Regions from separate parts of the Zea mays genome. Here region 2 is linked to region 1. Evidence: chromatin contacts called from public Hi-C data. All regions are on one chromosome and are shown on one strand. The core of a region is the stretch at or near the end of the contact, and the rest is flanking DNA. Distances in the headings are between cores, read along the strand shown. Region 1 holds the start of LOC103638202. Region 2 holds the start of LOC103638205 (Helicase protein MOM1).

Evidence for each region. A called contact is a pair of places that touch in the nucleus more often than the background predicts.
Region 2: a contact with region 1 is called in a Hi-C map of tassel, with 4 times the contacts expected there. The contact joins the promoter of LOC103638205 here to the promoter of LOC103638202 in region 1. A contact is called at or near these places in 2 of 25 Hi-C or Micro-C datasets (ear and tassel).

What each region holds. Positions count from the first base shown.
Region 1 is chr9:31,950,504-31,954,941 of Zm-B73-REFERENCE-NAM-5.0, forward strand. LOC103638202 reads right to left here and starts at 2,110. Exons shown (of 3, transcript XR_558619.3): 1 at 1,268-2,110; 2 at 269-430.
Region 2 is chr9:32,128,321-32,132,704 of Zm-B73-REFERENCE-NAM-5.0, forward strand. It overlaps LOC103638205 (Helicase protein MOM1), which reads left to right and starts at 2,525. Exons shown (of 21, transcript XM_008661197.4): 1 at 2,525-2,900; 2 at 3,010-3,666; 3 at 4,117-4,352. The coding sequence starts at 3,165.

The sequences.
Region 1 (4,438 bases), core at 860-3,359:
AGTCATCCTTCCTTAAGATAACCCCTGAGCTAGGCCTTAATGCAAAAGACAACCTCTATCTACAAGGTCTAAGCAGGGATAAGCATTTTTGTAAATCATATTTTGATACTTCATCAGAAGTATCTATAAAGGTATGGATATCAAGGTAGGCAATGCATCAAAGGGTTTCCAAGCAACTCCTATAAACCTAATGCACATTTCGCTAGACTTAAAGTATGTAAAAATTATTTAAAAACACAAGGAAGGGGTTGCATGCACCGGGGCTTGCCTGGGATAAACAGTACGTTAGTGTTTGTTAGACGTCGATCACTTGACGACCATCCTTTGTTCTGATACTTGTTTCGTCTGTCCATCTTCAATTCCGTTCATCAGCACCATCTTGTGGTCAACTCAATTCTGGTTCTCCGCATCACGTGGTTAATTCACGTACCTGAATGAAATGCATTATGCACATGAATGCATATAGACAGGAATAGCATAGATCTAAATAGTGCTACACCGGCAAGAATTAAACACTTAGTGATGAAGTGTCGTACTATTTTCATACGAAAACACTAGTTATCGACGTACGACTAAGCGCAATATTTACGCTTCTCTAGATTAAACGAACCTAACGCAAACATTACGAGCAACAAACTATACACCTTTAATACACTTAGCCTAAACACAACTTATCAGCTAATTAATTAAATTCTAAACTTATCCCCCTCTTTATAAATTATACCCCATCGCTCACAAAGAATTATTTAATTTTATTTCACACCTCATATATTTTACATGTTAACAATTAATCAAACATTTCAGGTTTGATTACCAAAATATCCTACCAAATCAACGATGACAGCCTTATCGGATAATCGTTTGGATTAATAAATCAATTCTTCACGCTATTAATTCTCCTCACTTCTCAGCAAAGAGCCAATTTAAACCTATTCGACATATGCACCCACTACATACTACCTGCGATGCATTTTAATAATCATTTAATATAACCACGGTCGTATTTATCAGCTATATGAGAGAGACACTAGACTTATTATTCAATTAGCCACTCCTCACACAATAAGCGTTTTAAACTTTGAGTTTCGCGTGACACGACCACTTCATACGTATGTACAGACTCCATTGATGCATGAAGCGAGGCATCACGACATACATCTAATACCTCGACAACGCACCCGTGCTAAGAATAAAACACTCTTTACGGACAACTAATTCAACCAATCCATTCATCAAATCAGAAAATAAAAATAGCAAATCAGCTTACCGTTCCAACAACTGACACGAATCCGCCCGATTCTTGGGATTTCTTGATGACACACGGAATGACGACGAGATCGAGTCTGGAGCGAGCGCACACGGGGCAAGCAGCACGGAATTGAAATGTGGAGAAATAGCCCACTGCGAAACAAACTGAGCAAGGAGTGCTCGTGAACTTTATGGCAAAATTGGCGACAGCCGATGCCAGAGCACACGGCGAGGAAGCTTCACGGTTTGACGAGACCGTGGTCGAGCAAATTTTATGGGGAAAGTACTCGGCGAGAAGAGGGGCGAGCAGGGCGCGAGCTGCGCGCAGGGGACTTTGGCTGGGCGCGCGGCCGACTGGAGGGAGCCGGCGCGGCCATGCGAGCAGGGTGGAGGGAGCACAGGCGCTCGCCATGAGAGAGGGAGAGCCTGGCGAGCTGCGCGTAGGAGACTCCGAGCAGAGGGAGCAGAACCCACGTCGTGGATGGGAGGAGTAGAGCACCGGCCAACAGAGAACCGAGAGGGAGAGGAAGGAGCTGGAGGGAGTGCCGCGCAAGGAGATGGAGCTCCACGGAGGAGAAGCAGGGGAAGGGGCAAGCATAGGGAGATGGACGCCATGGGAGGGAAGGTAGAGCGCGCAGTAACATGGGAAGGAAGAGTAGCGCGCGCACAGGAAGCTTGGGATCGAGCAGAAGGACGTGTGCAGGGAGGAAGACGCGTCATGGCTGAGGGAGCTCAGGGGGAGGGAAGCCGCGGCGCTGCGAGAAAAAGGAGAATGGAGGCGGCGGCGAGATTTTTCCACGAGCTGGCCAGGCACGCACGGCAAAGGATAGAGCTGAGAAAAAAAATATCCAGGCCCATGGGCGGTGGAAAAAATCAGGGAGAACGGCTGCAGCTGATAGGAAAGAGCGATGATATTTTTCTCTCTTTTTTATTTCTTTCTCTTTTTTTTTATAATGGAAAATCACAGATATTTTTGGATCGAGATTTTTAGCGATAACAAAAGGGTCGACAGTTCTTGTGACACAGTTTAATTCGATTCGAAATCTGATAAAGTTACCTGCGGTCTGAACATCTGATTCCATGGTTACGGGCAATTTATGTGATAATCAGATCTCAATTATAATTCCCTGATTATCGACCTCGCGCACGATTTCTCTCAGACACTGCACGATTCAAATTATTTTGCCCCGAACATTTTAGTCGTCGAGTTCAAACTAATTTGTCCGGGATAAAATTGTAGGAGTAGGTAAAGCTTCTGAATTCGTATTCGCGCGAGCGATGTATGTTAAATAATCACCGGACGCACCGATTTTCGGAACGACTATGTTTCGAACAACACGAAAATTTAGGAAGAGCCCGGATAAATAAAAAACGATGTCGAACTCGCGACATACGAAATAGATTAAGACGGAGAGACTGTTGTTTAGCTCCGTCTAATTTTTACGATCCTCACCAGTGATCGATCATTTGATCTGACGCCAACGATCACATGCTGAGAGAAACGATTCACTTAATCAGCTAGCGCATCGTTCTGTTCAGACAGCACGGGCTCCAAATTGTGCATAAAATCAGAAGTCTTCCGATTTTCGTATTCACTTACGCGCGTGATTCGAACAGTTCAAAGTTCGCCAGCGACGAAGATTCGATAATCCAAAAGCTTCATGAACCCTTTTTAGCTGTTTAAATTACCGAAATGAAAACGGCACCAAACTTGTTAGATTTTAATTAGGCACAGGACTCGCAAATTTTTGGAACAATTACGTTCCGAATTTCGCGAAGACTTAGGAAGAGTCTAAATAGACAGAAACAGATGCGATATTAAAATCGCGATAGGCGAAGATGACCTAGTCACGTGTTTACTAACATCATGCGTGTAAAATTAATATATTAAGATGATTGCGAAATAAAACAAGATTTTACTTAGCGGCGAAAATCAGGGTGTTACAGCACATAAGAAGCATCAAAAGTTTTAAATAAAATGTTATGCTCATTTGATGCAGTAGGAATCTTCCTCTTAGGCATTTTGATATGAGTGGTATGCCTAGACCTAGAATCCTCATTTCTATACATAAAAGCATGATGAGAAACATTGTGAGGTTTTCTAGCATGGATTTTCCTAATCTTATGCTCAGGATAGTTTGCAGGATATAAAATGTAGCCCTCTCTATCCTGAACCATGGGAGCCTTACCCTTAACAAAATTAGATAGTTTCTTGTGGGCATTAAGTTTGGTGTTGCTTTGGCTTCCTTGTTGGAAACCAATACCATCCTTAACGTCAGGGTGTCTCCCATTATAGAGCATGCTTCTAGCAAATTTAAAATTTTCATTTTCTAGCTCATGCTCGGCAATTTTAGCAATTAATTTAGCTATGTGATCATTTTGTTCTTTAATCATGGCAAGGTGATCATCAATAGCTTCAATATTAACATCTCTACATCTAGTGCAAATAGTAATATGCTCAATAGTAGATGTAGAGGTTTTGCAAACATTCAATTCATCAATCTTAGCATTTAGACTAGCATTCTAATCTCTAAGACATGAAATTGAATCGTTACAAATGCTAAACTCCTTAGATAAGTTTTCACATTTTTCTACTTCTAGAGCATAAGCATTTTTCAACTTAACAAAAAATTTATTTTCCTTAACGAGCAAGTCCTCTTGGCATTCCAAGAGATCATCCTTCTCGTTAATGGTTTCTATTAATTCATCTAATTTTTTTTTCTTTTGGTCCATGGTAAGGTTGGCAAAGAGAGAAACTAAATCATATTCATTATCACTAAAGCTACCCTCATCATCAGATGTAGTGTATTTGGGGGTGACTCTAGAATGTACCTTCTTCTTCTTGCCATCCTTAGCCATGAGACACTTGTGGCCGACGTTGGGGAAGAGAAGTCCCTTGTTGATGGCGATGTTGGCAGCGTCCTCGTCGGAGAAGGAATCGGTGGAGCTCTCGTCGGAGTCCAATTCCCGGTCCATGTGCGCCTCGCCACCTTTCTTCTTGTAATACTTTTTCTTTTCCATTTTCTTCTTCCCCCTTTTGTCTCCATCCCTATCATTGTCACTTGTATTTGGACATTTAGCTATAAAGTGACTGGACTTACCACACCTGTAGCACACCCTCCTGAAACGGGGCTTGTAGTCCTTCCCTTCCTTTGTTTGAGGATTTGCTGAAAGCTCTTAATGATAAGAG
Region 2 (4,384 bases), core at 1,275-3,774, 180 kb after region 1:
GGTTTGTGCTACGGACTGTCCGGAGTTTCAGCCCGAACAGTACTAACTCCCAAGTGGCGGACCATCCGGCCTTGGAGAGCGGACAATCCGCTTGTGTAGATATCGTTTGAACAAAGAGCTCGGGTGGTTCTTGTTGCTAGGTCTCAGACAGTCCAGGTGTGGGCTGTGGACTATTTAGACCTACCTTTTTCTGACAGCTCTGACATGGTTCAAAAGGCATTTATAGACGTTACAGGTACGGTGGACCGTTCGCCCTAAGGGCGAGGACTATCGTGTGCGCAAAAAGTGTGCTATTTGCACGGTTAGAAATGTTTGGGGCATATAAATAGAAAGGGTTCTCGTGTGTGAGTGTTCTCTTGGCCATTCCTAGCACATATTGGGCATATTTGTGATCCTCCAACTTACTCTCTCACACTCTTTGCTTGAGATTGTATTCTAGTGGGAGATTGAGTGTTTCTAGTGCATTTGCATCAATTGGTGATCCTTGAGGCACTATGTGGTACACCGAACAAGCATCATCGACTTGTTACTCTTGGAGATTACCGCCTCCTAGACAACTTGGTAGTGTCTCCGTCGAGCTCTCCGTGAAGATTGTACATGAGTCGCGGTGGTGATTGTGAGGGCTCCACGCCTATCTCGCCGGAGCGGCAAAGGCGACACTAGTGAACCGAGGTATTGAGTGATTCCTTATTTCCTTGGCTCAAAGATCAAGCCATGTCTTGATAGAGGAGTAAGTGAGAACTTGGAGTCCACCTCAACGTGGATTAGGGGTGATTGACAAATCACTGATACCACGAGAAAATTTTCGATGTCTCTTTCTTCTTCTTATTTGTTTAAATTGCAAGGACCTAGTGATTATCATTCATTTTTAACTTTGATATCGTTAGTTTCCCATTAGTTGCATCCTTCTACTAGCTAGAGAATTTATATCTTTTGTCGTATTGATTAAATTTCTCTAGTGTCTTTGATTTTAGTCAACCGTCTATTCACCCCATCTAGCCAGTGTCCTAGATCCTACAAAGTGAACCATATATTGATTGCAAATGGGTAACAATTGTACATTACAACTATAAGGTAGATTGCAAAGGTCCTATAGCCAATAGTTGGCTATACTATTAAACTTGCTCTAAATGGATACACAGTGCCACTGGAAGGGTGTACGGAAACAGTCGCATGTTCATTGGCAATTATTAAACTTGCTCTAAATGGATACACCGGCCTGTTGGAAGGGTGTACGGAAACGGTCGCGTGTTCGTTGGTAATCTATCGGACGACTACGAATTCAAGGGCTACGTGGCGCTATAATAGCTAGTAATTAGCATAACATAGGTTGGTTAGCCTCTGAGCCCTGGCTCCAACAGGACAACTAAAGGACATCCAAAGCTAAACTAGATGTTATATAGGTACGGTAGTGTTTATCCAACAGGACAGGTAAAAAGAACAATCATTTTGGATGAGGTGAGAAAGGAAAGCTAAAATGAATGGTATAGAAAGGGGGCAACCATTTTAATATGTGTCTCAATGACAGAGTAACTCCACCATTCACCACCGACCCGATACTAGATGGTAAAATGATTTTTTGTTGAATACACTAAATTTATATGACTAGCTAAACTACCTGTAACAACCATAACAATTTAATGTATGCACTCAGTTTTTAAGAAACTAGTTTATAAAAATTGAACTGGTTCTAAATAAACTAGTTTATATCTTAGTTTATAGAAACTGGATTCCCCGTTTCTTAAAAACTAAGAAGTTAGCCTATTCTAGATAAAAAATAAAAACTGGTTTAATTTTCAAACATGACTATAACAAGCAAAATACATGAATGGCTAAAATGACTTCGTGTTGGAGTCAGGCCATATTTGGTTTCTTTAGTCTAGGGACTAAAGTTTAGTTAGAGGACTAAAGTTTAGTCCCTAACATGTTTGGTTTTAGAGGCTAAAAATAGTAAGAATATACTAAATGACTCATAAGAAGACTAAAATGACCTTTAACATTCTCCTGCTATTAGTACAATTGAACTAAATGAGGGGTAAATGTGGAATTAATATGGTTTAGTCCTTTTTAGCACATATGTGAAGGACTAAGGCCATGTTTGGTTTCTTTAGTCTAGGGACTAAAGTTTAGTCTCTAACATGTTTGGTTCTAGGGGCTAAAAATAGTAAAAATATACTAAATGACTCATAAGAAGACTAAAATGACCTTTAACATTCTCCTGCTATTAGTACAATTGAACTAAACAAAGGGTAAATGTGGAATTAATATGGTTTAGTCCCTTTTAGCACATATGTGAAGGACTAAAGACTAAATCATTTTAGTTCATATTTTAATCCTAGTGTTTGACTAAAAAGGGACTAAATGAGACTAAAAACTAGAGACTAATCTTTAGTCCCTCTAACCAAACACCCCCTAAAGACTAAATCATTTTAGTCTATATTTTAGTCCTAGTGTTTAACTAAAAAAGACTAAATAGGACTAAAAACTACAGACTAATCTTTAATCCCTCTAACCAACACCCATTGAGGGGACTAAAGATTAGGTACTAAAAGTTATTTTTAGACTGACTCCAGTCTGAGTGAGCGAAGAGCCACAGAGAGGAGAGAGCACACCATCCGATCACGCCTTTCTCCGTCTTCCTTTGGTCGGTGGGGTCGACTCCGCCTCCTCACCCGCAAAACCCCTCGTGTTCGCGAGACGATCAGACGAGGCGGTCAGGGAGGGGGAGGTAGAATAGGGTTTCGGCAGGGCCGTGCCGGGCCGCCTCCTGCTGACCTTCCTCCTCCAGCGCCGTGCAAGCACTCCCGTCCCTGCCAAGCCCTAGCTAGGGTAGCTGGTGCAGCGGATTCCAGGACCCACAAATCTCTTCTTCTCAACCCATTGCCGGTGGAGCGTGGCTGGTAAGTAATCCATGCTTCTCTTTCGTTTTCCTTCCGCTCCCCTGCTCTTCCTCAGACTACCCTGCTACTTACACAGATTTCTTTCTGACGACTGATCGCGCGCTCGCAGAGGTAGTGGCCTCGGGTTGTTGGGGTTCGGGCTCGCCGGCGATTTTGGGGGACGAGTTCGCTGCCGGTGCCGCGGGCGGGGGCGTGATTCGCACCTCGGAGGAACAAACGGTTGAACTGACCCAGGTGTTGATCTGCTGCTGCTACTACTGATCCATGGCTAATACCCGGTCAGGAGGAGGAGGAGATGCCCCTCCCCCCCCTTCTTCTCCTCCAGCTGCTGCTTCTGCAACTGCCACAAGGAAGCTTGCCGATGGAAGGGAGACCAGGAACACCGCAGCTGCCAGTGCTCACACACCAAACCTCAGGAGGTCCACTCGAGAAAACAAAGGAAAGCACAAATCTAGACTTGCTGACACACCACCCCTTCACAGATCTGCTAAAACGCCCACCAAGGATGCCACTGCAATTGCTACCCCCAAATCCACACCCTTGCCAAACAACCCCAAAGACTCAACAAAAAAGCCCTCCAGAGTTAGGAACACAAGTGTTTCACCTTCTCCTTCAAAACAAGAACCTAATGAAACCTCAACGCCCGCCTCCACCAAAAGAAAAACCCAAGATGATGCTCTGACTGCCTCTACACCGTCCAAGAAGCAGAAAAGGCTCCTGCATGCGAAGAGCTACATTGCACTCTTCAATATAGGAGAAGAATCTGGTACATGATGCCATGCCATTTCATTGAATTAATGGTTTTTTTGCACGATGGGTATTTTTTTGAAGTCTCGCTAATCCAGCTCATTACTTACTTTCTCTGTTGCAAACATTCCACTTGTCAGATTGCTTTAAAATGCTCAATATTATTACTTAAAAAGAACTGCACCCTTTTAGTCTTCTTTATTGTTGAGCGCAATGTCTTGAAGCATCCTTAGTGCGCTGAGCCTTCTAAAACCCAACCGATATCATAGTACTCCATGCATATCACTCTTGCTTAATCATCCTTCCATTGTCATAATGTCATTCCAAGAGGGCTTATAGCTTCTTAGCGATCAGATTTTGGCATAGCAATTTCAGGATGATGATTTCTACCACCTCTGTTCCCCTGGATGCTGATGCTTAGTTTTCATCCAAATACTAAAGACTGCTATCTGTAAATTTTGTAATGCAGTGCTTGCTACCCTCAGGGAGGATGAGGAAAAAGCTTCTGAGGTGCAACCGGAAGGAGATGGTGCTGTTTTGGTGCATGAAGAAAGTAATGCACCGGAACAACCCAACCAGGAAGCTTCAAATGTTGTTGCTAGTGAGGTCTTGGGAGGTCACTCTTCTGACTTGCATGAAATTGAGGTGATATTGGAGGGAGATGGATTGAAGATTGGATCCCATCAGTCTGATGTTGTTTTAGAGGTTGGAGCTGCCACCCCTTTTCTAAAATCTGA